Linked DNA regions of Oryctolagus cuniculus: region 1 is linked to region 2. The links are chromatin contacts, called in public Hi-C maps. All regions are on one chromosome and are shown on one strand. The core of a region is the stretch at or near the end of the contact, and the rest is flanking DNA. Distances in the headings are between cores, read along the strand shown.

What was found. Hi-C and Micro-C count contacts between places; a contact is called where the count stands out from the background.
Region 1: a contact with region 2 is called in a Hi-C map of skin fibroblasts, with 4 times the contacts expected there. The contact joins the promoter of SPRED2 here to the enhancer-like site in region 2. A contact is called at or near these places in 5 of 6 Hi-C or Micro-C datasets (ear pinna, embryonic fibroblasts, liver and 2 more).

Annotation. Positions count from the first base shown.
Region 1 is chr2:137,293,501-137,299,337 of mOryCun1.1, reverse strand. SPRED2 (sprouty related EVH1 domain containing 2) reads right to left here and starts at 1,717. Exons shown (of 6, transcript XM_017340722.3): 1 at 1,049-1,717. The coding sequence starts at 1,074.
Region 2 is chr2:137,187,066-137,193,302 of mOryCun1.1, reverse strand. No RefSeq gene overlaps it. Among named protein-coding and RNA genes, the nearest start is that of SPRED2, 110 kb to the left of the region's middle. Within about 2 kb of position 3,467, at least 1 of the 8 cell types and tissues checked has an H3K27ac peak or open chromatin away from gene starts, as enhancers often do.

The DNA of each region.
Region 1 (5,837 bases), core at 468-2,967, 110 kb before region 2:
AGCAGCGGCGGCGGCGGCCGCGACCGCTCGGACCCCAGGCCGAAGACCAGAGGCTCCGGGCCCAGGGGCCCCGCCGCCGCCGCCGCACCCGCACCCGCGACTGGAAACGCCTCGGGCGGGAGAGTGCAAAGGCCAAGCCAGACCCCGCGATCGCGAGGCGGGCGGCCGGCCGGGAGCTGCACCTCGGCCAGGGGATGCCGACACGGGTCTTGCGCCGGGCGGCCCAGGAGCCCCTCCGGCGGAGGGCCCGGAGCATTGTTCCACTCGGGCCCGCGGGCCGCGCACAGGCCCGGGCACGCGCTCACGCGAGCGCGCACACGCTCCCAGACACTCACACCACCCGCCCGCGGCGCGCTGCCCCGCACGCTCCCGCCCGCCCCCGCCGCACACGCCGCGGATCCGCCCCCCGAGCTGCCCCGACCCGCGGGGCGCGTGTGCCGGCCCGCAAGCGCGCGCATTCACACACTCACACGCGCGGGGGCCTCGGGCGGCTCCGGCTAGCGCGGGACCCCGGCGCGCCAGACCCCCGCGCGGCCCGCACCCGGCCTCGCCTCGCTCCGCCGTGTTTTTATGAATGAAAATGTGGTATGCAAATGAGAGCGATTCAAGAAAACGAAATGGCGGAGCCTGGGCCCCACTGGGCTCCGGAGGGGACCGCCGGGCGGGAGTCACAAAGTCACCAACGCAAAAGCCCACCGACCCCGGGAAGCCCGATCGGGGGTGTCAGCCTTCAGCTCCCGCCGCAAGGCTTGCAGGGTGGGATGGGTGGCGAGAGGGAGCCGGGACCGCCCCGAGGTCACCCGTGCGCCCTTGGCCCCCACGGCGGCCGCTAGCCCGCCGACCCCAGGCGTGCCCCCCGCCAGCACGCGGCAATTTCGGCCCCCTCCTCCCCTCAGCAAGGAAAACCTCGCGCCCGGACCCCGACAGGTCGGCGAGCCGCTGCACCCCACGCCAAGTTCACCCAGCAGCGTCCCCGCCCGCGTCCTCAGCCCCGGCCCCCACGCCGCCCCCTCGGGGCTCCCGCGTCCCACCCCGCGGCCAAACTTACTCGTCCGGGTGTGTTTCTTCGGTCATTTTCCTGTTCACCTAGACGCCTGTCCCGCAGCGGGCAGCTTTGCTCCCTTCATCTTCCTGTCCGCTCACCCCCCTTCTTCACATCTCCAGAGATCGCCTGATTGGGGTGGGGGTGGGGGGAGCGGCTAAAGATGAAGGGGGCGCCGCAGGCAGAAGGGGAAGCAGGGCGGCCGGGGTGCGGGGGAAGGTGCGGGGAAGGGGCGCCGAGGCGAGCCGCTGGGGGAGGCGGCGCCGCGGGCGAGGCGGGCGGGGGCTCCGGGGCGCGCGAGGCGCGGAGGGGCGAGACTGGGGCAGGGGACGGCGGAGGGGGAGAGCAGGAGAAAAACAAGCGCGCCTCGGAGCGGCGGGGACTGCTGAGAGGAGGAGGAGGAGCGGGCCGGCCGCCGGCGGGGGCTGGGCCCGGGGTCGCCCCCGGGGGGCCGGGCCAATCACGGTTCCGGGGAGCGGTCGGCGGCCGGGGGAGGTGCGCCTGGGAGGCGGTGCAGGGCGCCCCGTCCGAGCCCCATCTCTCGACTCCACCGATTTACTCCATATTGGATTCTCACAGCCGCCAACAGGAGGAGGAAGTAGGGCGGAAGCGATGACGTCTTCCCAGCGGCCAGAGGTGGTGGAGTGCAAAAAGCTTCCTACTTGCGACCGAAAAAAAAAAAAAAAAAAAAAAAAAGGAGGAGGAGAAAAAAAAAAAACTTTGTCCCGCCTACTGAGCATGCTCGGCTTCCTTTCCTCCTCCCTCCTGGCCTCCACTCCCGGAGGAGCGGCGGAGCGGAGTTTGCTCAGCGTCGGTCTGGCTCCGAATCCTCTCTGGGCAGGGACTCCGGGTTTTAGGGAGCCCAAGAGGAGGGAGGAGGCGGGCGCGGGAGGCCTCACTCACATCTGGCTCCCGTTTTGCGCCCTCCCTCCTCCCAAACCCCAGGATTCCACGCCGAAGGCGAGGGGTGGGGGAGGCGCTGGGACGCTGGAGCGCTGGGGCTTGGAGGGGAACCACTGCCCCCTCCCCGCATGCGAGGGTCTGGGCGGCGCAGGTGGCAGCGCCTGGCCTCTGCACCCAGCCAACCAGAAACCGAGGGGGAGGGACGGCGTTCGGCTCTGCCAAGGTTCTGAATGGCAGAGGCTTTTCAGTTTCACGTGAATCTCGTGGTCTTTTTTTTTTTTTTTTTGTCGTGATAGAGGAACGGGCGTTTTAAAGTGATTATTATTATTTGTGCACAGAAAAATAAAAATGAATCCAATACAGCCCAGAAACGCTTGAATTTCATAGAAACGGCGGTGTTTCTCGCGTTAAAAGGCAACCCCAAAATAGTTTTTAAATGATCCAGCCAATCTCTCTTGTTGATAGAGGATGGCTCTAGGCCCCTTGGAGGCCGTGTAGTTTCTGAGCCAGAGGTTGCCGGCCCTGTGGGCTTTGGCATCGGTAGAGGGGGCGCTCCCAGCCACTCTCCTGCTTCCACTCGCTCCTCCTCCCCTTTCAAATTATCTTCAAGGTCTCTTGGCTGGGACCTGCTGCAGATTTTCTGGGTGGGCCCAGGCTCTCCAAAAAGGCCCGGTCTGGGCAATGGGCAGGACTGGCTTCCTGTGCATGCCAACTACTATGTGACATAAGCTGTGCTTGGTTCCAGCCTCTCCTGTTGCAGTCTTGAAATTATTTATAATTTTTGAGCAAGGGTCTCTGCACTTGCACTTTGCACTGGGTCCCACGAATTAAACAGCCATTGGGTATTTGCTTCTGCAGTCCTGCTAGAGAGCCAAGGACATGGTCTCTGACCCTTTCTGTTCTCCAAGCACGGTAGACTTTTTCCATCCTCCAGAATATGCCATGAGAAAACCCACAAATTCTGAGTAAATAGAAACCACTGAACAAATTACAAGAATTTTAAATATTTATGTCAAATATGGTGTAGATGAAATACCCCTACTATGAAAATCTGAAATTTTTTGAGCAATGACATGATACCACAAGTGGAAAATTGTTCACTTTGAAACTTTGTTTCATGCACAATATTAAAATATTCTAGAAAATTACCTTCAGACCATGTATATAAGGTGTACATGAAACGTAAATGAATTTCATGACTAAACTTGGACCCCATCCCAAGATGTCTCATCATGCTGTCCATAGCATAATCAGATAAAGAATACAAGTGTTTTGAAAAGGTATCTGGATGTGGAGAGTCACCAGTGCCCTGAAGGTGGTAAGTCTCACCTTTAGACAGGGAGGAAACCCCGGGGTTATCCCGGGCTGCATGCTCCTCACAGCTCTGCTCTTGGTGCACATGGACTGGGCTTCACCACCTTCCATGCTAGTGCTGGTATGTGTGGTACAAGAAGTGCCCTAGATGGGGTGGGTCACCTGGGTTCTGGATTTTCTCTGAGACCCTGCATGAGGCTTTTAGCAATTATTCAGTTTCTTTATAAAACAGGGCCAAGAAGGCCAAACTTGTCTGTCTCCATTTTTGAGGCTAGTAAGAGTCTGAGAGAAGGCACTAAACAAAGCCAAGTTTTCATTGTTCTCTAAGTCTCTGGCTAAGGCATCTGCCCAGTGCTCACCTGTGGCCACTGTTTCTCTTCTTCCTGGGGATGCTGAAAAACATCCCATTCAGTCATTCCTGAACTTCCAAATTAGCTGCCCAACGGCATTTCTTTGGCCTCATCCTCCAGTTTCAGAGTGTCCAAAATGCAAGGTGGTTACTAATTTCTGCAGGTAGCTGAGCTGTGTCACCACTCACTCAGCCAGCTCTCTGCTAATGACAGAGTCCAAGGGCCAGGCAGCCAGGGGAACAATGGAAAACATTCTAAGGTCCAGGAGTCACAAAGTCCCTGCTGGGATCGCCTGGTGCCAGACTCCAGCTGGGCCATCTTGAACGGGTCCTTAGCTACTCTGAGCTTTGCATCCCTCTGTTGTGTCAGCATAATACCCACAACACAGGATTACTGGGAAGATTAAATGGACTGTGCAGTGAAGGTACTGTGCAGAGCACGCTGCAAATATCAGATTCCTGGCAGCTCTTTCCCGTCTCCTGCCAGTTGGATTAGCAAATACTCCCCTCTGCTCCCAGACCTTCGTGTTCCTCTAAATAAAGCCTTTTGGTTCGCTTCTGCCTTTTGATGGAAATGTTAGCAGCAGGTGACCTCCTGGTCCTACCCATCAACTGCAGTCAAGGGGAATATGTTCCTGCGCCTCCACAGAATGAATTGGGGACACTGGGCGAATAATAAGCTGCGCTTATTGATCCGAGTGTCAGGGAGTTATGCGGCCACTGGATTGCTCCCGCACCCAGAGGCTATCACGGATTCAGGGCTTTAATTTAATGGCACTGCTGAAAGAGCTACGGACTCACTTCCCCGTCTCTCCCCCACAACCCGCAAAACAGACGGCGGGCGGCTTTGAACACTCAGAGCGAGATCGTCACGCTTCAGAAGCGGTATCAATCTGCTCGCAACTTCACGCAAAACCCGCGGAGCCTAAGCTCGGCCCCCGGCCTCTCCACGCGGAATCCCGAGCGGGGCGGGACCCTCCTCCCGCGTCCCACTCGCCAGCCGCCGGGAAAGCCCGGAGCACGGAGCGGGAGCGACCCTCGGCGGCCCCGGGACGGGCATGCTCAGTAGACCCGCAGGTCCGGTTTCACTCGGAAGCCGGCGGCCCCCGCCCCCGCCCCCGCCCCCGCCCGCCGCGCTCGGGCGCCGCGAGAAGCGGACATTTTAGCCTCCTCTGCGATCCGCCCCTCGCGCCCGTCCGGGTCCCGCAGGGCCGGCCGAGTGGACGCCCCCTGGGGTGGGATCTGATAAGTCACTCATCCTTCCGCCCCCTCCTCGGAGGGCGGGGAGGGGGTGAGCTGGGGAGCGGGGCGGGGGGCGCTGTAGCTCGCCCCGGGGTTAGCGCGGCCCCGCTCCCCTCCCCGCGAGGCGCGCGCAGCTGCGCTGGGGCCTGTCCTCGCCTCACCCCCACTCTTCCCCTTCGCTATTTCTCAATGACCCGCGCGCCCAGGACACTTCCGACGCGCGGGGGAGAGGGTGTCATTAGCGCTGGGTTTATCAGTTCCTTCCGGTCTGCCCCGGGCCGGGCTCTGGGCGCCTTTGGGCCGCGCCTCAGGCACTCCGGAGCCTTTTCTGGTGATGTTTAAAGAAGCCGTGGTCGTGCTGACACGCTGGGCCGAGTGACTTTGCAGCCCCTTGCCCTCCCCCCAGCACCGCCGGCAGGAACGGAAAGCCAGGCGCTTTCGCCATCAAGCACTGGGCGCAAACTTCGACGCTGCCCAGGCGCCTGGGAACGCTGCCCCAGGCCCCAGCTCCGGGCATGAATGGCTGGAGCCGGGTTGCATAATCTGCGTGGTATAAATAGCCGGCGGGCGGGCCGCTGACACGCTCGGTTGTACCGTTACCGTGCAATACTTCAACCCCCGGGCCGCTCTCCTGTGCGCTGCCACGCCGGGGTTTTAAATCGCAGGCACGCGAGGCCCGGACGCCCGCCTCCCTCCTCCCCTAGGCCAAGCCTGATCAATGAAACGCCCACCTCGCGGCGCAGGGTCAGCGCCATCAGCCACCGAACGAGAGGTGGGGGTGCGAGACCGGGAGACGCAGACAGCAGGAGATCAGTGACAGGGCCAGGAAACACGCTTTTCGAGAAATGTGGGTTTGCCTCTGGAGTTTCAGTTTACAACTGTGCAATCTCGGTGAATTTAAGAATGGATTATGCGAAGGGCCTTTCGACTGCCAGCCACTGTCCCTGGACAAAGTGCTGCTTTATTCAGAGGAGCTGGGGCCTGCCC
Region 2 (6,237 bases), core at 2,218-4,717:
CAGTCCAGGGACTTCCTCGTAAGGCTCATACTCCCTTGCCCCTCTGTAGCTTTTGGTGCTTGGTCGCCCCTTCCTGGAAAGTGTCTTGTCCACGAGCCATAGTTGGCTGTTCTGGTTGCCTTAGCAGGCTCTTCTTTCCTTGAGCTCCTTCCTATACCAATATTTCTAAGGTTCTATAAGAAGGCTTCACAAAGTTTATGGAAAAATACTAGTTATGAAAAAACTATGCATTTTTGCACCAAAATAAACTTAATTTTTAAAATTAAGTTTAAGTGAGAAACAGAGATCCAGAGAGGGATCTCTCATCCACTGGTTCACCCTCAAATGCCTGCAACTGCTGGGGCTGGGCCAGGCTGAATCTGGGAACTCAATCCAGATCTCCCATGTGGGTGGAAGGGACTCAATCACTTGAGCCAATGCTGCCACCTTGCAGGATCTGCATTAGCAGGAAGCTGGAGTCAGGAGCTGGCGGCAGGCATTGAACCCGGTACTCTGATGGGGGATGCAGACATCCCAACTACTAGGCCTAATACCCAACATTCATGAAATTCTTGAAGTACCCTCGCATATCCTTAGTTCTCGGCTCATTTTCCTCGTGCTTTGTCTCTTCTAACCCTCTAAAGCTATCGTCTACCCATCACTTACCTACTCTGCTTTGGCCACTCCAAAGCAACATGTTCCGAATGCGACTCATTATCTCCATGCTGCCTCTCTGAAGGACATTGCCATTGGCCAGCTGCTTAACTTAGACGCCTTGCAGGCCTTTCTTGTTCTGTCTTCTGCCTGCCACCCTCACGCCCTGCTGGCTCATGCAGGTTCGTTCAGGAAGGCAGCTGGAGCTGGGATCCAACCCTTCCGTCCTCCGCTTAAATTGTTGCAGAGGTGTGCACCGTTTCCTGCTTGTGTCTGGGAGACAGGCTCTGCCTCTCTTGCCGAGGTCACAGCTATTGTCCTGCTCCGCAGATCTGATCGAGTCCTTTCTCTGTGGAGAAGAACCTTCTTGGTGTCTCCATATGGCACAGGCTTTCGTCATCTGGCCCCTATCTCCCTTTTCTGGCTCACGTCCTGCGTCTCCAGCCTGGCACCAAGGGTCCACCTCGCCAGCCCTTGTCCCCAGCAGGTCTCCCCCAGGGTCTCAGTGCACACTGAATCCTCTGTCAAGAACATCTTCTGGGGGCTGGTGCTCTAGGCACAGTGGGTTAAGCTGCCATCTGCGACTCTGGCATACCATGAGTGCCAATTCGAGTCCTGGCTGCTCTGCCTCCAACCCAGCTTCCTGCTGATCTACCTGGGGCGGCAGCAGAAGATGGCCTACGTGTTTGATCCTCTGCAGCTCACATGGCAGGCCTGGATGGAGTTCCAGGCTCCTGGCTTAGCCGCAACCACTATGGCCTTTTGGGGAGTGAACCAGCAGATGGAAGATCTCTGTCTCTATCACTCTATCTTTAGCATAAATCTTTTTTTTAACGAAAGAATGACCTGGGATCTCCTTCCTGCTCGCCTGGCCTCCCGAGACCCCTCCTGAACGTCTGAGACCTTCCCCCGTCATTACTCAGCCCTCCTCACTGGCCCTTGGCACCAGGCTCCTGTGCTGGTGAAGCAGTTAGCACATTGCTCTTCCAGCTGGTCATGTGTTTCCCTTCCCCCGCCAGCTAGATGCTGAGTTCAATGCGGTCAGGACCTTGCCTCACCCCCTCTCTATCTCTAGTGCTTAGCACAGTGCCAGGCACAAAGGAGCCACTCCCGAAATGTTTGTTTTTCTGATGACTTCACCACCTGTGCTTGGCAACTGGTATCTCAAAAGGCACATGTTAGATGCCCCGGTTTCTTGGCTTCCTATGACTACAGCTAAGATAACCTATCAATGATCAACTTCCATACAGAGCTGTTCTTGCTCTCTGTGTGGCCCACGTTGTACGTGCATGAAGCAATAGAGGCTTCCTCCTTGAAACGAGTGGTCTTTCTGCAGTTTTGCTGCAAATTCAGAAAGCGTGAGCCTCCTCAAAGTTACATGCTTGCTTTTACCCCCTGACCAGTCAAAAGCAAGTGCAAATGAAGACCACCCCAGTTTGCGAGCAAAGTTAGCCATAGGCTCCAGCGACCCCCCTCACCAAGTATTTTAGGATTTGGGCTGTTTTCTCCTACTTCAGGGCAAGTCCTCTTCCCAGGCTGGCGATGCCTGGTGCAGGTGATGGGCCCTCTGTGTGTTAGCCGTCGTGCCTGGCTTTGTTTGAGTCGTGTGGGTTTTGTTTGAGAAGGGTATCTTGCTTCTCCAAGCCTCAGTGCCCTCATCTGTCAAATGGAAACAGTGGTCCCGCATCGTGGCATTGTTGAGAGGGTCAGAGGACAAAGGCACGGGCGCTCACATAGGAGTGAGCAAGCCAGAGCTTTGTAGGCCTAGCCCTTGGCTGGTCTGGAAAGCCCTGCTGCTGGGTTCCAAGACATGGTTGCACAGTGCCACATGGCCAGTGGTAAGCACATAGTGCCTCTTGCTTTAATGCTGCGTGACCAAGGAACGGGTTTTTAGTGGGCCCTGGCTGTGGTGTGTGTGTGTTTCCTCCCCTGGGTATGTCTGAACTCCCTGAAAATACTGTCAATTCTGTGTGAAAATGCATTTTTCTGAGCATAGTCCTTGGCTTTGATCAGCTGACAAAGATGTCAGGAACCATTGGCCTCCAGTCCATGCATCTTGTTGGTTATGACATAGCAGTGCTTTGTGCCCAGAGCAGGAGGAGCCTGCCTTGGCCCAGACCCGCTCCCGGCTGCAGCGTGCCTGTGGGTGTCTACATACGAGAGGGGCTGTTGGCTGAGATGGAGGTGTGAGATGATCTGGCTTTGGTCTGGCTTGTGCCCTGGGAACGGTCTCTTCCACCAGACACTCGGTCCTCACACAGGGCAGACGCGGGCCTGTTTGTGACAGACTGCATCAGGCTCTCACAGTGATGTTTCTGGAGGGGTGGGGACTAGATCTGCCTAGGTCCTGGGTGGCAACTGTTTGCACCAGCTGCCGGGGGTGAGGGTGCAGTCTGTCATCAGGAACTGTGTAACAGAGAGACTAGCAGCCGTCTGTGTGTTGGGGAACTTGCCTTGGCCTTATTCGGTTGGAACTCTGACTCTGGGGAAAGCAAGGGGGTAGGTCTGGGAGGCTGGTTCCCTACAGACCTGGGCAGAACAGAACCGAGTTGGAGGACTGAGTCTCTGGCACGGTGTTTTATTCACGGAGACGGCTCATGCTGGGACAAGGTACTGCACGGAGTCCCCCACACGGGCCTTGCAGGATCATTCCAAGCCGGGAAGCATCTCCACCCTGACGTCTCAGGGGCTGAAGGGAAGCCTGGCCTGGAAACCAGGTGTGTTAGCACAGCTTGTTCTCCGTCTTGTTTGAACACCCAGAGTCTAGTGCAATGGAAGGATATTTATTCCCCAGTCCTTCCGATCTTCTCAAGGCCTCCACACAGATCTGAATTGCTACACCGACTTCTTCTGAGTCAGTGTCTGCTTGGCAGAATGTCTAGAGATGGGAAGAGCAAGGCGACGAGGAAGCAGGGCCCAGCTGCTGTCAGTGACTAAGGATGTCCACCCGGTCGGGAACTGGCGTGTCATAGGTGGGTGGGTTTCTCAGGGTTCTTTTTTAAAGCTTTGCCCCGTGGTACTAAAATTATAAGTTGTGAATAAGCATGGAATTAGCATTGCTGGGCGGTGCTGACTCACTGCCGGGAGCGGGCACGGGGTCTGACGATGCCTTTGTGTCCTGGGCAACCCTGCAGCAAGAAGAGCAGAGCAGGACCTGCCCGAGGGGCACCTGCCTCTGGCTCGCTCTCGTCTCCTGACAGTTACTTCTGCAGCTGACCTGGGTCATTGGGCTCCTGTACCTCTGTTGCCTACACCCCGTGAGAGGGGCCAGCTGGTGGATCTTGGCGAGATGCTTAGAAGTTGGAGTATGGGGTTTTGAGGCCATGAACTCTGACTCCCATCTCTGGCTCAGGCCTTGCAGCAGGAGGCAGGGGCACACGGAAATGTGGAAGGTGGTTCCTGGGCCAGCCTTGGATGCAGCCTAAGATTAAGATCCTCACCATTTGACATCCCAGCTGTTGGGTCATGGTGGAGCAGGTGATCTTTCAGAGGGGGCACGGGCCATGTTGCCCAGCTCTGTGCCCCTGGCAGACAGGAGCAGGCTGAGCCCCCAGAGCTGAAGTCCCAGTGCTCTGGGTTTGTTTAAACAACTCTTGTAAAGTGTTGGGAGGAAGGGACATCTCTGGTGTTTGTCACAGAATGCCCAATCTGTCCAAGGATGGCTTCCTGGGTGCTCCTACTAAGATGTGCCAATGACAAAGACAGTGCAGGTGCTGTGGGCAAGGGCATGGCTGCTACCTTCTTCTGTTCACAAATTGCATTGCGTTTACTTATTCTATTAATGGATCAACATTGTGAATGAACAGAGAATAAGATTCTGAAGTCAGGTTTTAGGAAGCATAATTTCCTTAGGAACACAGAGAAATCCCAGAACACACGGCCTTAGCAGGAGGGATGACATAATGGCTGTAACCCAGACTTTCTCAATGGGCGATGTTGGAAGACACTTGATGTCACAGCTGAGAGAGGAGCCACTGCTGGCATCGAGCGTGTGGAGGCCATGAGTGCTGCCAGAGATCCTATAGTATATAGGACCCCTATCGCGAAGGCTTGTCCTGCCCCAAATGTTGGGAAGTCCTGTTGTGCACAGACCATTAAGCCACAGCGATTGCATGCACTTGATCTCTACCTTCCAGGAGCATCTTTTTTTTTTTTTTTTTTTGACAGGCAGAGTTAGACAATGAGAGAAAGAGAGACAGAGAGAAAGGTCTTCATTCCGCTGGTTAACCCCACAAATGGCTGCTACAGCTGGCGTGCTGCGCAGATCCGAAGCCAGGAGCCAGGTGCTTCCTCCTGGTCTCCCATGCGGTGCAGGGCCCAAGCACTTGAGCCATCCTCCACTGCACTCCCGGGCCACAGCAGAGAGCTGGCCTGGAAGAGGAACAACCAGGACAGACTCCGGCGCCCCAACTGGGACTAGAACCTGGGTGCTTGTGCCGCAGGTGGAGGATTAGCCTAGTGAGCCGCGGCGCCAGCCCCAGGAGCATCTTTGTATCCGGCGAATGGTGCTCCGCCAGTGTGTTGAGGGCATCGGCTGTGCACCAGGCCCACCTTGAGTGAAACTGGGTGAGAAGGTGGCCTCGGGCAGTTAGGCAGAAATGTGCACTTTCTGTGCTCCTGTCTAGCATGAGACAGCGTGGTTGCTGAGATCCATGCGTCTCCTCTCCTGGCTGGAGAGCCCTCCCTGGATAGCTTACGTGTGGCCTTGAACTCCTTGGCAAGTGCTGAGAAAACGCACCCATTGGCAGCACGGACTGGTAAGAGGCAAGTTTGCCGGCTGTTTGCCTGTGCTGCTGTCCCACGCCCTGGGCCACGCTTGTTTTGGGAGCTGTGGTGGGTGCTGGTGTGACTGAGCAGGTCTGGGCGCATCCTCTTGCTCTGCAGTGAGTGTTCCAGGCTGACCTGCAAGGCTGCGCAGAGAAGCCTCCACGTCTGGCCACGGGAAGTCCTGCTTGGGGAGGAGGGGGGACTGCTTCCATGAGGATGTCCTGACGAGGGAGGAGTCATTGGGTGGCCGCGGTTCAGCTGTTCCACCACCCTTGATTGCACGCTGGGTGGCAAGAGCCCAGGAGATGGAGATGTTTGGTTTGCCTGGTGTCCTCTGGACTTGAGGGGAATGGGGAAGCCAGAGGATCTTAGCTCCCAGTGCCTGGGCCTGCCCGGGGGTGTGACCCGGTTGGCTCTGTTGAAACAGGCACGCTAGCATGCCGTTGATCTCAGAGTGTAACGTGGCCCTTACTGTCCCACGTGGGCATTCTTCATGCTGTCTACCAAACAGCCAGCGAAGGGCAGAAGCCGGCGCGGTTACTACACGGCCTGCAACCTCTATCCAGCCTCGCCTGGAGATCGAACGGCTCCTGTTTGCCACGTGTGTGTTCTGTTTCCCAAGTGTACAAAATGCTGCTGGCATTGCAGTGGAGCCGTGGGGGCGGGCACTCGGTGCAGCAGTGGAGTCGCCGCCGGGGGCACCTGCGTCTCGTATCCGTGCCTGGCTGAGTCCTGGCTTCTCTGCTTCAGGTGGAGCGTCCAGCTCATGTGCATCCCGGGAGGCAGCAGGTGATGGCTCAGCTGTGTGGGTCCACACCCCCCGGCTGGGAGACCCGG